Linked DNA regions of Capra hircus: region 1 is linked to region 2. A link is a contact called in public Hi-C data. All regions are on one chromosome and are shown on one strand. The core of a region is the stretch at or near the end of the contact, and the rest is flanking DNA. Distances in the headings are between cores, read along the strand shown. Region 1 has its middle 25 kb from the start of CHI3L1. Region 2 has its middle 18 kb from the start of ADORA1.

Region 1 (5,227 bases), core at 597-3,096, 100 kb after region 2:
TTAAACAAAAGTCATAAGGTTCAGAATATACAAAACATTCATGGAGACGATATGATTGTCTACATAGAACTTTTTGCAGAATAATCACTGAAATTAACAAGAAGGTTGGAAAAATTTCTGAGCATAACATCTATATCCAAACATCACTGACATTATTATACACTAGCAACAATTAATGAAAAACTTTAATTTTTAAAAAGGATAAAATTTCTCAAAAATTAAAAACCTAGGAATAAGTATCATAAGAAATATATAAGATCTTTATGAAGAAAATTGCAAAATTTTATTGAGCTACTTTTAGAAGATAAAACTAAATAAAGGGATATACCATGTCTTTAGAATAGGAAACAATAAAAATACCAATTCTCCCTAAACTAGCCTATAAATTCCATGTAGTTCATATTAAAATCTAAACAGAATTTTTAATGAAATTTGGCAAAATGATTCTAACATGTACATGGAACGAGTTACGAATAGCCAAGATGTTCCTGAAACAGAAAACAAAAGGGTTTACTGTCCCATCTACCAAGTTGGGGGGCCAAGATATGGAGCTTCCATGGTGGCTCAGATGCTAAAAAATCTGCATGCAATGCAGGAGACTCGGGTTTGGCCCCTGGGTCATGAAGATCCCCTGGAGAAGGGAATGGCAGCCCACTCCAGTATTCTCGCCTGGAGAAATCCGTGAGCAGAAGAGACTAGCTTCATACAGCCCATGGGGCAAAAAGAGTTCGACAGCTGAGCAGCCAGCGCACACAGGAAGAAGGAAAGCCAGACCTCAAACTGGGAGAAAACATAGTCAGATTTGTAAAGATGGAAGGATCTGTGTTCGGAATATGTAAAGAACTCATGCAATTAATTTGAAAGAGACAAACAACCGAACAGAAAAATGGGCAAGAGACACTCACTCTGCTCACAGAAGAATAATGCAAATAGCTTATGACAGGAAAGTATGGTGAAATAGTGAGGAGTCATGAGAATGCGATCTAAACCACAGTGAGACACCTATTTGCACCTCCTGGATTGGTAGAAAGGATAGAAGGAAATGTAAACTTTTCAATGGGGGGAAAACTTGTATAATCACTTTGAAAAACCATTCACCAGCACCCAGTGAAAATGAACTTGAGCATGCCTCAGGCCCTATCAAGTGCTGGACACACTCTATACACTCTCAGCAATAGTCATGCTCAACAGGCCTCAGGTCCTAAAAAGTCCTGGACACACACTTCTCACACTTATCAGAAGTCATGCTCAACATGCCTCAGGTGTTGTCAAGTCCTGGAGACACCCTGTGCACACTCATCACAAGTCATGCTCAAGAGTGTTCATACCAGTATTGTCCACACTGGCCCAAAGCCGGAAGCAACCCCAAATGCCCACTGCCAGCGGTACGCGTGCGCCGTGGTGTGGTCACATGAGGGAATACCGCAGAGCAGTGAAGGAGAGCTTGCAGCTCTGGGAAGCACAGCAGTGGGCCCCAGAAGGCGCCACACGTATGCTTCTATTTATTTAAAGTTCAGAAATGGCTGGACTAAGCAATATCTTATTCAGGAACATACACACAGTTGGTAAAACTGTAACAAAGGAGAAGGAACGACTAACCAAGGCCTGGCCAGAAGAGTGTCTCCTCAAGAGGGGCACAGGGCCGCTCCACAGCTCCTGGTAATGCCGCTTCCTTGCGCCCTGTGACTGATTTCTGGAAGACGCCGAGCATTCGTATCTTAAACACTCCTTGCTCGTGCGGCAGATTTCATCACTGGAACAACATGAAGGCAACAGTGCCTCGGGCTCCGTGGCTCCGAGCGAGGCGTGGCACACTCAGAGGCAGGCCGTGCTGGGGCGACACTGTGGCCCACCCAGAGAGCTGGGCCCCGGCCTGGGTAGGGGCTGAGGACTCACCTGTGCAGCAGGCATGTGAGGCCTGCTGGCGAGTGCTCAGAGTGTGCTCAGAGAGGAGACCAGAGGAACTCCTCTAGGGCGCTCCCAGCGGGCACTGCTGTTAGGAAGAGTGGTCTGACAGCAATTCATGGGCTAAGCCACGAAAGCATAAATGACCCCAAATTCCTTTTTATATAAACTGTGCGGCTCAAAGACAAGCAAATTCTAATATTTCAGGCAGCATTTGCACCTGACTTCAAAGGCCTAGTTTATAAACTGAGGGGTGGATGGGCGGGGCAGACTGGTGGATCAATGGAGACAGTCTTGTTTAAAGCAGTATTTGCTATGGGGCAGGGGCTCAGGTTAAAGGAAGACACAGACATATGATGGTAGACATCGGGGGATCCTCTATGAGAAGCTGGCGTGTCTGAGGTTAGCACTGACCACTGGGGTACCCGGCAACCAAACTGGAGTGGGACGAGAGATGTGAGAGCAGGAGGAGGGACTAGGGCCTGATGGAAGGTCTTGGCACTTGACAGAGACTTTATGATTTAGACAGGAAGAAGTTGTTGGTAGTTCTTGGGCATGGGAGATGAAAGGATTAGGTTCCTAATTTAGAAAGATCAAACTAGTCACAGTGAGGAGGTTGGACTGGCTGAGAGAGGTACAAGAAGCAGAGAGCCCAGTGAGGAGACTGGTGGGAGGCGTTGCTGATCACGTTGATCCAGCTAACGTGTGCTTAACGCTCACCCACCCTGCCAGCAGGACAGACTAGGACACTGAGCTCCCATTTCTTCGCCTAAACTCACACAGCTAGTAGGTGGTGGGGCAGGAAGTCAGCTCTGCTCTGCCTGGTGCTCCCCCTACCATAAGGACACTTCCATTCTACACTCCATTCTGAGCAGGTAGTTAAGTCTCAGTTGAGACCTCAGCAGAAAGAACATGGGCAAAAGCAGACCTGTGCTCTGGACTGAAGAAGAGCAGATTTCAGAAGGCCCACACACAGGTAGGGGATAAAGGGAAGTCACTGCTCAAGGGATCTGGTGCTGCTTGCACCCATGCAAAGAGTCAGCTCATCTCTCTCCCTACCTGTCTCCATCCTTAACTGCCTCCCTGAGTCTGCCCCCAAAACAGCCTTGGGTGAGGGCTCCATACCTGTCTCCATCCTTCACTGCCTCCCTGAGTCCTGCCCTCAAAACAGCCTTGGGTGAGGACACAACAAAATGGATCATTAGGTTAAGTGGATTATGCAGATTTTATTCAAATAGAATGACCAAGATTCAACCCAAAGCTTCAAGAACTAGCTTTAAGGATTAGTATCCTGTACAAAAGTGTATGCTTAGGCATTCAGCTGGACATGACTGAACAACTGAGTGGTGCCCAATTTGCTAAGGGGGAAGAGTGGAGAAATAACTCCAGAAAGAATGAAGAGATGGAGCCAAAGCAAAAACAATACCCAGGTGTAGATGTGCCTGGCAATGGAAGTAAAGTATGATGTTATACAGAACAATATTGCATAGGAATCTGGAATATTAGGTAACTGGTCCACATATCAAGATAAATTGGAAGTGGTTAAACAGGAGATGGCAAGAGTGAACATTAACATTTTAGAAATCAGTGAACTAAAATGTACTAGAATGGGTGGATTTTATTCAGATGGCCATTATAGCTACCTCTGTGGGCAAGAATCCCTTAGAAAAAATGGAGTAGCCATCATAGTCAACAAGAGTCAAAAATGCAGTACTTGGATGCAATCTCAAAAATGATAGAATGATCTCTGTTCACTTTCAAGGCAAACCATTCAATATCACAGTAATCCAAGTCTATGCCCCAACTACTAATGCCAAATAAGCTGAAGCTGAATGGCTCTATGAAGACCTACAAGACCTTCTAGAACTAAGACCCATAAGAGATGTCCTTTCCATCATAGGGGACTGGAATGCAAAAGTAGGAAGTCAAAAGATACCTAGAGTAACAGGCAAATTTGGCCTTGGAATACAAACTAAAGTGGGCAAAGGCTAACAGAGTTTTGCCAAGAGAATGCGCTGGTGATAGCAAACACCCTCTTCCTGCAGCACAAAAGAGGACTCTATGCATGGACATCACCAGATGGCCAACACTGAAATCAGATGGATTATATTCTTTGTAGCCAAAAATGGAGAAACTCTACACAGGCAGCAAAAACAAGACCGGGAGCTGACTGTGGCTCAGATCATGAACACGTTATTGCCAGATTCAGACTTAAATTGAAGAAAGTAGGGAAAACCACTAGACCATTCAGGTATGACCTAAATCAAAACCCTTATGATTATACAGTACAAGTGAGAAACAGATTCAAGGGATTAGATCTGATAGACAGAGTACCGAAGAACTATGGACAGAGATTCATGACATTGTACAGAAGGCAGCGATCAAGACCATCCCCAAGTGGAAAAAAATGCAAAATGGCTGTCTGAGGAGGCCTTACAAATAGCTGAGAAAAGAAGAGAAGCTAAAGGCAAAGGAGAAAAAGAAAGATATACCCATCTGAACGCAGAGTTTCAAAGAATATCAAGGAGAGATAAGAAAGCCGTCTTCACTGATCAATGCAAAAAAAACCAGAGGAAAACAATAGAATGGGAAAGACTAGAGATCTCTTCAAGAAAATTAGAGATACCAAGGGAATATTTCATGTAAAGATGAGCACAATAAAGGACAGAAATGGTATGGGCCTAACAGAAGCTGAAGATATTAAGAAGAGGTGGCAAGAATACACAGAAGAACTATACAAAAAAAGATCTTCATGACTCAGATAATCACAATGGTGTTATCACTCACTGAGAGCCAGACATCCTGGAATGTGAAGTCAAGTGGGCCTTAGGAAGCATCATTACAAACAAAGCTAGTGGAGGCGATGGAATTGCAGTTGAGCTATTTCAAATCCTAAAAGATGATGCTGTGAAAGTGCTGCACTCATTATGCCAGCAAATTTGAAAAATTCAGCAGAGGCCACAGGACTGGAAATGGTTAGTTTTCATTCCAATCCCAAAGAAAGGCAATACCAAAGAATGTTCAAACTACCGCACAATTGCGTTTATCTCACACTCTAGCAGAGTAATGCTCAAAGTTCTCCAAGTCAGGCTTCAACAGTATACGAACCATGAATTGCAGATGTTCAAGCTGGATTTAGAAAAGGCAGAGGAACCAGAGATCAAATTGCCAACATTCGATGGGTTATCAAAAAAGCAAGAGAGTTCCAGAAACACATCTACTTCTGCTCTACTGACTATGCCAAACCTTTGTGTGGATTACATCAAACTGTGGAAAATTATTAAATAGATGGGAATTCCAGACCACCTGACAAACCTCCTGA
Region 2 (5,693 bases), core at 316-2,815:
TTTTACTCTGTTGCAGAGAGCGCTATTGCATACATATTCTTTTACATCTTTCTCTTTCTTACTCTTTCCTGTTCACTTTCTTTCCCTTTCTACTCTCTTTATTCTCTTTTGAAACTCCTTCTACCTCCTTGGGTGCACTCTCTTTCCTAGAGCAGTGATTTTCCCCAGCTGGATGTAGAAATCATCTTAATGGGACCCACGGTTTTTAAATTACTAAAAATGTGTTATAAAGAGTTCTTAAGGACACTTTTACTATTTTTGCATCCTTAAAACAGTATAAATGATAAATTTTCCACTTCACAAGGGGAGGGAACATAAGACCAGACAGGACAAGGTTGGAGAAGGCTCAAGCATGTGACAGAATACAATGTTTATAATGAGAGAAAAAGACAGAACCTGGATGTCTGTCAACAAGGAGGTGGCTAAATGAACCATGATATGTCTATTTGAAGAATATCATGATGTAAATCTATATGTACTGGTTTAGATAAGACCTTTTTTTAGTGAATTTAATTGCGAAATATTTGTGGTTTACAATTTATGTAAAAAATAATAGCAAAATCCAAGTCTACATGACAGAATTATATATTTTCTATGTATATATTAGGCAAATATATATTCAAGCTGGTAACAGTGGTTACCTGTGTTGAAGGGAAATAGTCTGGATTTAGGAGACTGATCAAAGGGAGTCTGAATCTGAAATGCAATGGTTTCATTTTTCTATTCAAGGGAAGAACATTTACATGTTGCTTATATAACAAAAAAATTAATTTTAAAAATATTGCCACTGTGTGTCTTTCTGTTTACATTGTACACTGAAACCCCTGACTCAGGTCCTGGCTACAAATAAATGAAATGTAATAAAAGAATGCTATTAAATATGCAAGTATCCTTTTGAGAAGAGTGGGCTTCTTGCTTTTTTTCACACTGCATTTGCAGTTTGTTTCAGTCAGTGTCGGTGGGTCTTGAACTAGGCCTGCTCTTCCAGGAGATAAGGGTGCCCCTAACTCAGACTTTGCCTTTCAGCCAGTGCTGCCTACCTCAATCCTGGCAGGTGAAAGTTGGGGATTTTGAAGTTTAGTCTCTTGCCCTGGATTCCAGATGGAGGACAACAGATGAGGCCACATAGCCCTACTGTTCAGACCCAGTGAGACAGATGGAGACTCTGGAGCCAACGTGTGAATGGTGGCGATTCATAAGGGGTACAGGCAGGCAGAGTGCCTAGCTTAGGGCCAGTGACAGCTGAGCAGCACATGGGAAGGGGAGGGAGCAGGGGCGTGGGAGTGGGGTGAGTGGGTTTAGCCATGAGGGAGGAGGCGAGAGAGGGCAGAGAACAAGGGAGGAAAAGAGGGGGAACTCCTCTGGTCCTACCCCCAGGGTGGAGGTCAGAGGTCCCAGGCTGACCTGGAAAGCTTACAAATTTGCAGGATAGGTGGACATAATGAGAGAGAAGAGTGTTCCTTATCTGCCCCCTCATCCTTCTCCCCCATCCTCAGCTGTCCTCTACCTAGCTCTAAACACAGGACATTTGGGCCATTCCAGCAGCAGCCAGTCCCTTGGCTGGATCAGGGCCCGGGCAGGTGGACGGAGCAGCTGCCACCCCTCCCCTGGCAGACAAGGGGTCGGAGCACAAGGAGGCGGCTGGATCGTGGACATATCAAGCACACTACTGGGATCTCCACACTTTTCTTTCCAGAAGTCCTACCTGCCTACTGTACCCCTCACCCCATTCCTCTTAAGTAGAGTGACAAAATAAGAAAGGTAAAAGAATTGTGAAACTATCAGGTAAGAAATGAATCGCCAGTCTATGTTCGATACAGGATACAGGATGCTTGGGGCTGGGCACGGGGACGATCCAGAGAGATGATATGGGGTGGGAGGTGGGAGGGGGGGTTCAGGATTGGGAACTCATGTACACCCGTGGCTGATTCATGTCAATGTATGGCAAACCAATACAGTATTGTAAAGCAAAATAAAGTAAAAATAAAATTTTTAAAAATAATAATAATATTTACTGAAGTCACTATATGCATAGTACTATTGATTTTATGATATATCACTGAATCATCCCAACAGCCCATTATGAAAGTAAGGCCTATTTTATAGGTGAGAGAAATGAAGCTTCTTGATTCAGCAATGTGCTCAAGGTCAGACACTAAGAAGGGATAGAAGTGAAATTTGATGCCAATTTTTTTTGACATTACAAATAAACTCATAACCCTTGAGGAGGATTGAGTTAACAAAATATCCAGCAGAAAGCCAGCAGACCCACATTTCCAGGAGAAATAAGAGGTGGATGCATCTAAGCTAGCCTTTCTCACCATTGGAACTGACAGCTGCTGGATGAGGTGGGGTGAGAAAGTAAAAGAAGCTAGAAAATCTAAGATTTTGCTAAGTAGGAATCATCCCATCTTTTGGGGCTGCTTTAAATGGCTCTGCCTGGAGAAAGAAGAATAAAGGAGAGCAGTCTCTTCATTCCCTCTGGGTGGGCTCTCCAGAGGAGATCCTAGTCAAAGCCTGGAGTAAGAAGGGACTAGACATAGGCTGTTTCCCACAGGTCTGATCTGTCTTACCATGGAGCATCCCACCTGAAGCCTTTTATAGTGCATTGAATCATCCCCCTAGCCTTGAGCCTCCTCCCAGCCTTAGGAACCCTAGCTCAGAGCAGGCCCAGTGAGGAAGCCAGCCCTCCGCAGCTCGTCAAGCAACACCCAGGCTTTGGGCTGCCAGCAGGGGGACCCTGAGCCCCAGGCAACAGGGCTGAGCTGGGCAGCTTCTTCTGCATCTAGATCCCTTCTCTGAGCAGATCCACGTGCTGCCCTGAGCCACAGTTTTCTGCTCTGAAAAAAGAAAGAATATGCTTACCTCACCAGCCATGCTGTGAGAGTTAAATGAGTTCTAAATAAACAAGAAAGCATTGCTAGACTTTTTCCTATTGTTGTACTCTTGTACAATTACTGTATTACGCTGAAAATTCAGCAAGAGTAATTTTAAGCCCTAGATGGAATCTCTTCAACCCTTGGGGCAGGGGAAGTGATTGAAATAGAAAAATCCAGCAACTGGAGGGTTCCACTATGTCTCCCACTCCATCTGATCAGCTGGATAGAGCGGATGGCTCTTAGGTATAGTTGGATACCTCTGGCAAGCTCCTGTTTGTTCTCCTGGCCTGGCATTTGAAACTTTCAGGTGGGCTCACTAAGGGACCTGGGAACCCAGGCCAGAGCCTATTTCTGTCAATCCTGACTTCAGAAAATGTACTTAGTGCAGAGTCGTTTCACTTTGGTGAAAGTGTCTTAGACTCAGGATAGATGGTCAAGGCAGACTTGAATAGAATATTGGGATTCTTCTTAAGATCAGGGAATTAGCTTTCGGATAAAACTGGAGCTGAGAGAATGAGCTGAAGCCAGAAAAAGGTCTCCTGCCCATTCTTTCCCCAGAATTATTCCCCGGGAATGTTTTCCCCTCAGTGTGATGGGGTGCATGCTTAGCGTTTTGACTCTGGTTCCATCCCTGCTGGGCAGGGCTTCAGTCAGGCAAATCAGTAGGAAAACCTGTGTGTGGAAGGCTCTCTGATAGGCTCCCAGGGCCCTATAGGGGGAGAAGGGCCATTCCACAAGCCAGCACCTAATTAGGAGTTTAGACTGACTCTTCACTTTATGTTGCTTTTCAAAATTCACGTGTTCCAAAGTTCTTGGAGAGTCATTGCTGACTCTCTGAGAGTCACTGTGCTGTGTTGGAAAGAATCCTAGACTGGGTTTGTATTTCAGCTCCAGCATTTGGTGCTTTCAGGCCTCTGTTTGAGCCTCAGTGTTTTAATCTTTTAAATGGGAATCTGTTAAATGGGATCATACAATAGCCTCCCAGACAGGCAGCATGATGATATATGGAAATAAATGTGAGAAAGGGTCAGGCACATGGTTCTACTTTTCCTTCTCTCTGGATAGACTCCAAACAAATGAAAATATACATTTACACAAAAACTAGTATCAATGCATGAATGTTCATATTGGCATTATTCAAAGTAGTCTGAAAATAGAAACAGCCCAAATGAACATCAACTGAAGAATGGATAAACAGAATGTGAGACATCCACACAACAGAATATCATTCAGCCATATAAAGGAATAAAACACTGACATGTGGTACAATACAGACAAACTTTAAAAACGTTTTGCTAAGTGAAAGAAGCCAGTAACAAAGGCCTTCATATTATTTGATTCCATTTATACAAAATGTCCAAAACAGAAAAATCCATAGAGACCAGAAGTAGATTAGTGTTTACCTAGAGTTGTGTAGGGATGGGGAGGGGTTAGGTAATGACTGCTAAAGGGTTTAAAGTTTGGGGGGGAGTAAGAAAAATATTCTAAAATTAAATTATGGTAAAGTGAAAGTTGTTCAGTCATGTCCAACTCTTTGCGACCCCATGAACTATACAGTCCATGGAATTCTCCAGGGCAAAATACTGGAGTGGGTAGCCTTTCTCTTCTTCAGGGGATCTTCCCAACTCAGGGATTGAACTCAGGTCTCCCGCATTGCAGGCAGATTCTTTACCAGCTGAGCCACCAGGTAACGGCTGGTAATGGTTGCACAATTCTGTAAATACACTAAATACCATTGAATTGTACACTTTATATGGGTGAACTTTATGTTATGTGAGTTACATCTCATTAAAGCTGTTTAAAAATTTAACTGTTCCTAAAATTAATCTGGCAACTCTAGTTTTATCCTTCCTTCCTCTTGCCCCAGTCTTCATGGATGTCTTCCCTTCCTCAGAACATACAGAAGGTAGTGGGCATATTCCTTTCTTGAGGGGACAAGAGCACTGTTTGATGAATGAGGAGTAAGGGGGGCATCAGGGAATCTGGATACCAGTCTGCTTAATCTCCAACAGAAGTCACATAATTCCCCAGTCTTGATCTTTCTTTCTGCCCACTGAGGAGAAGGAAAGCAGAGAATCCTTGCCTCACACCCTTAGAGATGATGTTTGAGGGGTCCAGGTAGGTGGGTGTGAATATTCTGGCCAGGATAGGGTAGGCTGTGCAGGGAGGTGTGAGTGCTAGTGAATCTAGTACATGGCAGTGTCAACACCACATCTTGCAGCCTGGCAGACTGGATTGCCCAGAGGCACCTTTTTGGCTGCAGTCAAAGACCAGAGAAGTCAAGAAATTCATAGCCAGTACCATGCGGGCTGGGGTCAGAAGTGAAGGCTTTGCCATGGGCCTGGAGGAGCTGGTGCTGGGAGAAGACTGATTGTTTAACAGATGTGCAACAGAGCCAGGCAAACTGCTGGCCTCCTGTCAGGGGCGGGTAGGGTGGAAGAGTGGAGGGGCTTTGCAGAGAGACTGGGCTGGGGCAGAAGGCCTGGGAGCTTCCCCTCAAGATTCACTAAGGGTGGGAGAGAGGGCCTTGGAGCACTCGTTATTCCAGGTTTCTGAGTATCTAGAACCTCATGCCCAGCAGTCCTAAGTCATTAATCACTTAGGAGTTTGACAAGTAAGGTGTCTTCTCAGTTTCTGATTCATCTCTTCCTTGCAACTACTTCCCTCCCTCTCACTATGAGCATGCTCAGGTCTCCCCATGTAAAACCAACTTCTTTCTGACGCTACTCTCTCACAGCTGGCAGGCCATCTTTTATTCTCTTCCCTGCCAAACTCTTTCAAAGCCTCATCTGCACCTGCACCCTGTATTTCCCT

The links. Hi-C and Micro-C count contacts between places; a contact is called where the count stands out from the background.
Region 1: a Hi-C map of blood shows a contact between it and region 2, with 7 times the contacts expected there. The contact joins two enhancer-like sites. A contact is called at or near these places in 2 of 5 Hi-C or Micro-C datasets (blood and liver).

Annotation. Positions count from the first base shown.
Region 1 is chr16:377,490-382,716 of ARS1.2, forward strand. No RefSeq gene overlaps it. Among named protein-coding and RNA genes, the nearest start is that of CHI3L1, 25 kb to the left of the region's middle. Within about 2 kb of position 1,847, at least 1 of the 5 cell types and tissues checked has an H3K27ac peak or open chromatin away from gene starts, as enhancers often do.
Region 2 is chr16:272,851-278,543 of ARS1.2, forward strand. No RefSeq gene overlaps it. Among named protein-coding and RNA genes, the nearest start is that of ADORA1, 18 kb to the right of the region's middle. Within about 2 kb of position 1,566, at least 1 of the 5 cell types and tissues checked has an H3K27ac peak or open chromatin away from gene starts, as enhancers often do.